Regions from separate parts of the Mus musculus genome. Here region 2 is linked to region 1. A link is a contact called in public Hi-C data. All regions are on one chromosome and are shown on one strand. The core of a region is the stretch at or near the end of the contact, and the rest is flanking DNA. Distances in the headings are between cores, read along the strand shown.

Region 1 (3,690 bases), core at 997-3,496:
GCAGGGTCTCCTTAGGGTGAGGCATCTCCTCATTGTCACCTGGACTCTTCTGCATCGTCCCAGAGCAGGCCAATAGGTAGCCCCTCTCCCTACCTCCCCAGCTCACCAGACATAGCCCACCTTTTAAATGTTTCTCTTCATGACCTAGCATGCCATCACCCATTGTCATCAGTACCTGTGACATGGCTTTGTAACCACCTGTGCTGTACAGCTCAGTCACACTCAGCCAGGAGCAGGTCCAGGCCTGTTCTCATTACCCCGCCACAGAGTTGAATGTGGCACAAAGTCACACCCTTGGCTAGCTCCCTTCTTTTTCCCTCTTCTCCTAGTACTCTGGCCACAGAAGTTTCCATCAGCCTGGATTACGGAAGCTTCCCCCTTATCCTGTCTAAGGCAACCATCACCCCCTAGAGGGGAGTGTCCTGCCCATGTGACCCCATTCATCAGCCCCTCTCAGTCTCTGACAGCACAAAGCAAGCATGGTCCCACTGACACTTCAACCTCAGACTTATGACTTCAACTATAAGAGAGTCTGTTTCTGCCATAAGCTACCTGGTCTCTGATACTCAGGTACATCCTTGGGGGACACTATGGGGTTTTCAAATACTCCATTTTGGCCAAATCTCCCCCCAGACAGAAGCAACAGGAGAACATAAAGGCAGAATGGAGGTCCTGTAGAATCCTATATCGTGAGCAACCACTGTTTACCATCTTCTCTATGAAGCTGTTTAAACATCTTCTCTACGGGTTATTTAAACACACCCTCTAACTGAAATGCAAGAGTCCATTTCAATTCCATGTGGGCATGTATGGACTCTATCTCCTACTTCCTGCATCCCCAAAGCCACCGAAACCTTCAACACAGAGGTTCTTTTTCCATGATCATGTTGGATTTGTCCTTTTTCTCAGTGCAACCACACAGAAAGCCTAGACCAGGCAACTCAACAGCACAGAGACTTGCTGACATTGCTTTGTTTGATCTTCCCAATAAGAACATCCACTGCTAATATTATTATTTACGTATTTCTTCATCCACATCCTCTAAGGCCCTGTTAATAGTCATGGATGGTAGCTATCCCTCATCTTTGCTCCAACTAGGAGCAGATCCCCTGGCCTGTGTCTGACAGAGTGACGATGGGAATGGTAAGCACATCAATATGGAATCAGAAGGGAACCCCATGACATGTTCAAGGCTCTCCACCCCTCTGATTACGGCACAGGGCTTTGGTGAAATGCTACTATCCTCTCAGTTCCTTACAAATAACATCATCTGCCCAGAACTGAGCTGAGGGTTCCAGCTAGACCTGTAGCTGTTGGAAGCCTCTTGAACTGCTCCCATTGACACCAGCATCCAGAACGGCCTTGTCCTCTCTCAAAAGTTTGACTCCAAGATCACACGACACTAGGAACACCGCATATATTTGTCTGGCTTCGAAGTGCCAGGAACCTCTCAAAACCACCAACTCAAAGGCTGGAGAAGTGGAAATATACATGGGAGGAAATGAAAAATGTCACTTGAGAGATATCTAGGACATTTCACCAGCAAAGGAGAGATCAGCCTGGCTCTATAGGAGAAGTGGGGGTGACGGTGCAAGCCAGAGAACAGAAGGTGAAAGAGTACAGACCCCTCCAAGGATTGTAGCCAGAGGGGTTCCTGAGCTGGCAAGAAGGATACTGGTCCAGCTGCTGGGAGAGCCATCTGTCACATGATGGTGCGCAAGCTCTTGTTCTATTGTGTGACCTGAGGCTCACTGGCTATGTCTCTGGTACTCAGTGTCCCCACTTAAGTAGAAAGCTACGCTTGCCCAGAGCTTCAATAAAGCGGTGAGAGATACTGTACAAAGCAGCTCCCAATGTAGATAGGAATCATCATCTTTACCGCTTTCTCCCTCAGCGCTCTGCCTGGCAATCGCAAACAGGAAATGACTATTCATGACCCACAGAGAACAGAAACACACCACTTTATCCTGTGTGGGCAATGTGAGCATGTCATGAGAAGGGAGGGCTCCAAAGGCCTGCTTGGTGGATCCCAGGAAGACCCTGCCCTCCTGAATCCACTGATCCTTCCCATGCCACGATGAACGCAGGGAAAAAAGCAGGGGCTCTGGAAACTTAGGAACCGTGCGCAGAGCCCCCGCAGCCAGGCCCCCAGGGTAATGTAAAGTGAAAACACCATCTCAGTATCATCTCAGTGTGGCTCCAGCCTACTGCCCTCAAAGAAGTCTGGTGGTTAGTGTCAGGAACCCCAGACGTGATACTGTTCAAAAGTAAAGGATGTGGATTTGGTTGGTGAGGGGACGGGAAGGGAGGGAAGCAGCTAGGCCTTCTGCTGTCATCTTAGCCACTCTCAGCATCAAGGCAGCTTGGCAAGCAAAGGGGACAAATGGGGCCATTTAGAAGGTTGCCAAGTCCAAGTCTCCAGGAGGCCTTTGATTGCTCAAGTTTCTCTCTGCCTCTCAATCTGTGATAAACCCACAGCAGCGAGCTTCCTCTGCCAGAACAAGAGACCAAGTGGAGTCAATTTCCTTCAGGCCCTTTACATACTCCAACTCCAGCACAAGGAGAATCAACCACACGAGCACTCCAGCCCAAACCATTATATGTGGGGTGCCAATTGGTGATCGCCACCTCCTCTAGGCAAAATGCCACTCATCCCCCAGACCCTGAGATATCACTGGTCTCTTGGATTCTGTTTCTGCTGCCAAGAGCTGATCTTTCCCGGATCAGTCCCCCACTTCAGATTTAAGGTCCCCCCTCCTGCCCTCCAGAAAAGAGGTGGGGTAAAGAAATCACTGAGAGGAAAAAACAGGCAGATAAGCAGAGAGAAAAGAGCAGAGAGCCATCAAGAGAGTGGAAATGCACACAAACTAAATTCCTCTCAGCTGAGCTCAGGGGAGCAGGTGGATTGCCCCAAAATCACGAGCCCTCTCTGGGCCTGGTTCATCAACAGCTGTGGCCTATTCAATCACAGGGAAGCAGCAGGAGAGAGACACTTGACCCTAATTTGATGAAAAGGTGGTCATATTAGATGCAGCATGTTCATCTCATTTGAATTTCAGATAAATTTTGTTATTATTACTATTACTATGATTATTATTATTATTATTTTACATCTCAGACATATTTATACTAGAAAAAAGTTTTTTGAATCTGGAATTCAAATTTTACTTGGCATCCTACCTCTTTTTTTTCTATTTGATATTTTTATTGGATATTTTCTTTATTTACATTTCAATTGTTATCCCTTTTCCCAGTTCTGCCCCCTCCCCTCTGAAACCTCCTATCCTATCCTCCCTCCCCCTGCTTCTATGAGGGTATTCCTCCACCCACCTACCCACTCTTACCTCCCTGCCCTCAATTGCCCTACCCTGGGGCATGCTATCTCTTTAATCTGCTGCCACAGGTGCCCTGATCAAAGGAGAAAGAACAGAGCTGGTAAGCAGAAAGCAAGCCACATAACACCCTTCTCAAAGTGTAGTAAACAGACTACCAGCACTGTCATTGGCCAGAAATTGCTAGGCATGCAAATTCTCTAGGCTCCGCCCCAAACATACACTGCCTAAAATTGCTGCATCAAAGCTGGTAATCTCACTACCAAGCCTTCAGATGCTGGAATGGCAGGCTCTGAGTCTCAAGTGTGGCAATCTGCACAAGCTGCTGAGTTGGGCTTGTGGGTGCCCTTCAGATCCT
Region 2 (3,388 bases), core at 400-2,899, 710 kb before region 1:
TTGGATTTAATCAGCCTGAGTCTGAGTCTTGATATGCTCAGTGTTGGGAGGAACCAAGGTAATAAAATAGGTCAGAGTCATGTGAGCTGTTATCATAGGACTGGAACCCCAAATCTTCAGACTAGTTTAAAGATGAAGAATCCAAATTCTTAGTGCATCTTCTCTTAGGAACAATCACTAGGAATAAGCTAAAACTGATTATAATCTGTAATCATCATCTACAAATATAAGTGGCTAAGACCTGCCAATGATAATTCCTATACAGCACAGTGATTATTTAGAGTGACAGGCTTCTCTGCCCTCATTAAGTGTACCCTAGAAGTCTTTCCTATAATGTCTGAGAATCTGTCTAGGACTACTGTGATACAGAGGATCAGCCTCAGGCTCACAGAGATCACTGCTAGAAAGTCTCAGATCCTCAGAGGATTTCCTCCATATCCCTACAGATATGGAGACACCTGTTCTGCCCAGTGCCCCTGACCAGCTCTGTCCACAGTAGAACTCTGAGTCCTCAAGTCATAATGATGGCACATGGCCTGAGGTAGTCCGCTAAAGGGACACCCAAAGCTCCTAAGCTGAGCCATTCCAGCCCAGTTGAACTATAGCTCTATGGCTTCCAATTGTAGCTACTCCCTTCTTCCTTCCCTGGACATGAGGTATGCTGTTTGCTCTCATGGCTCTCCACACTGTGGATGTGAGGTCTTTTCTAGCCCTCAGCCCAGATACAATAACTGAGACGCACACAAGCAATCCTCTGAGGATCTAAAAGAGCAAGGCATTTCCAGAATTGTATTAAAAGCCTGAATACAGAACAAGCATGCAAATGGCAGGCTTCCTGGATTGCCATTTTGTATACCCTGCACACAGAACAAATGAACTGGCCTCAGCTAGCACACTCAGCTGCTTTTCATTTTGTTTATCCCTTTACAGCCCAGAAAGCGCATGCACATACACTGCCACCATTGATCTTTCTAAGAATTTTTGGGCTGAGGTCGGTGTTTTTTAGCCTATGTACACCGATCAAAGAATAGAAAAGAGCATCAAATTAATGAGGCTTAAGCTTCAGGTGCAGAGTAGCAAGCAGGGAGCTGCTTAGTCCAAAAGCTTGCTCAGAAATATTAGAAAGGAAGCATGGGATTTATTCCTTGGATTAGAACACAAGCAGGCACACACTTATATGAATACACGGTATTTATATGTGTGCATGTGCAACTGCTGAGGGGTATTATGTTTGGGTATGTGTGTTCTGTGCATATGTGTGTTTGTGTCAGTATATGTGTATTTATGGGGAATTCATGCATGTGTGCTTGTATATGTATGAGTGTACAAATGTGTGTCTATAGTACTGTGACTGGATTTATGTGCCTGTACATGATTTTACATATGTGGGGAGGTATGTGTGTGTATGTGTGTATATACCTGCAAACACAATGGACATTGAAATCTAGCTGAAATGCTCTTTTAAAATTGCAAAGAATTCAAGGCTGAGAGTGGTTTCATTGTCTCGTATCATAACAAGGGCTCCTGGGCACTGTGCCACCCATCCATTGGCCAGAGGACAAGTAATGTTGGCATGGTTTACCTACCTTCTGGTGAAGGTGCCAGGGCCTATTTTTTCACTGACCATATTCTCTGTTTCTGTCTGAGAAAGAGGCCAGATGGAGAAGGTCAGCAGAGGGGCAGCCATCCCCTGGGCTCTCCTCCAGTCTTTCAGCTCTCTGTGATCATCGCAGCAAGGTGCTGTGCTTACCTTTAGTAAGGTAAGGCTGTATATACTGGAAAGAAATGCTGAGAATAGTGGGTAAATTGGAGGGGGTGGAGCCTAGGCCTTTCTTAAGAGGAAAAAAAATGTTGGTTTCTATGAATAACAGGAGAAGAAGAAGTAGAGAAATAAAGAACATGGACTTTAAAAGCTTTTGCCTTCTAGGTCTAGCCCAGTGTCTAGGCTGTATTAGGTACTCAGTGAAGGACAGAAGGACAGGAAGTGAGCTGGGACCTAAAGAGGGGCATGAGAGACATAGAGAGGACCAGAACCTGAAGCAAAGGATGAACAAAAAAGGCCATGGGCTTCTCATGGATGCTCCTACAGCTGTGGCATGGTGACTGTCACAATTCCACTCTTCTCAACTCCTCCCCGAGAGTCTCAAGTCTCCTAGTCACAGATGGAAATAAAGAATCAGATGTCCAGATGAAGACATATGAGATCTTCCTGTGGACAGGAGATATAGCATACAAGAGTGTGGTAGTCACTGGTTTATAGCCTAGTTTAGCCACTGTGTCAGGGTTCTAGAACCATGTGACATATCCCCACACACTTAAGAGGTTAAAATAGTTCATGTTCATTAACCCAGGGTTTAGGAGGGTCAGAAGCATGGCTTAGGTTCCCCTGTTCAGGGATGCTATCTTCAAGGTGAGTTCTAGATTTGGGGTCTTCTCTCAACTCCTGAAGTCTTGACGGAATTTAGAAACTGGTTGTTAAAGGGCTGACCTCAGCTCTTAGTGGTGGCTACCCATATCCTTGCCATGTGTCATTTCCCATAAATGACAACCCTCTTAGATGCTTCAGAGAACCTAAAAAGCATGGCCACACAGTGACATCCATCACCTTTGCCATGTCAGGTTAGAAGTAAGTCAGGGTCTCCTGAGCTCAAAGAGAGGAGCATGTATATCAAGGTGTGATTCCTTCCTTGTCTGGCTAAGGCGTGTCCCTGAAAAAGGGGATCTCCTTGCTCTTCACTTTCCTCTTCCTTATATAATAGCAATTTAGAGCAGTTAAATAAATTATCACCTGCAAAGCACTTAGAATAATGCCTGATTCGTAGTATACATTATTCATCTTTACTAAATGATTTTTTTTAATTAATGGCTAAATTAATTTACAATTACATATCATGCATCAGTAGTTAGGAAGGTGGCTGACTGTCACAGGTTGACAGCCTAATGCCAAAGGCTGGGAGCCAGCACCCTAGTCTCCCTGTGCTGAGACCTTCCATATGTTTACTCCCTCACAAGAAAGCAGAAGAGATGAAGGTTACATAGCTGGAAGTACCTAGACTTCTGGAGAGAGGAAATGACAGAATTCCCTTGCTTTCTGCAGGTCTCACAGAGCAGGCCTTTCCTCTTTCACTCTGCCTCACTTCTCTGGCTCTCAGGAGCCAGTCTCTTCTTTGCCCCCCTTTGCTTTCCCTCTGAGATGGGGTACAAGCAATCCAATGATTCCCCTCTTTCAGTGAAATGTGTAACAGCTCATCTCCCATCCATCTCCCTCTTTCAAAGGTAATTTATGCATAGCTTCCCTTATATTTGCAAAACATAAGAAACCCTTTAAACACAGAGACTGCTTTCTGTTTCTGAGGTGGGTTCTCTGGTTGCCATACTCACAGGCTAA

What was found. A called contact is a pair of places that touch in the nucleus more often than the background predicts.
Region 2: a Hi-C map of cerebellum shows a contact between it and region 1, with 1.7 times the contacts expected there. The contact joins two enhancer-like sites. A contact is called at or near these places in 1 of 15 datasets of contacts at CTCF or cohesin (the NIH/3T3 cell line), 3 of 484 Hi-C or Micro-C datasets (cerebellar granule neurons, cerebellum and myocytes) and 1 of 115 datasets of contacts at active chromatin or transcription factors (astrocytes).

The regions. Positions count from the first base shown.
Region 1 is chr14:70,961,972-70,965,661 of GRCm38.p6, reverse strand. The region is part of intron 4 of Gfra2 (glial cell line derived neurotrophic factor family receptor alpha 2); the gene reads right to left. Among named protein-coding and RNA genes, the nearest start is that of Gm34588, 22 kb to the right of the region's middle. Within about 2 kb of position 2,246, at least 56 of the 459 cell types and tissues checked have an H3K27ac peak or open chromatin away from gene starts, as enhancers often do. A contact at or near this core is called in cerebellum, where this site is marked.
Region 2 is chr14:71,672,257-71,675,644 of GRCm38.p6, reverse strand. All of the region lies in intron 1 of Gm34819 (a long non-coding RNA gene), which reads right to left. Among named protein-coding and RNA genes, the nearest start is that of Gm34819, 53 kb to the right of the region's middle. Within about 2 kb of position 1,649, at least 2 of the 459 cell types and tissues checked have an H3K27ac peak or open chromatin away from gene starts, as enhancers often do. A contact at or near this core is called in cerebellum, where this site is marked.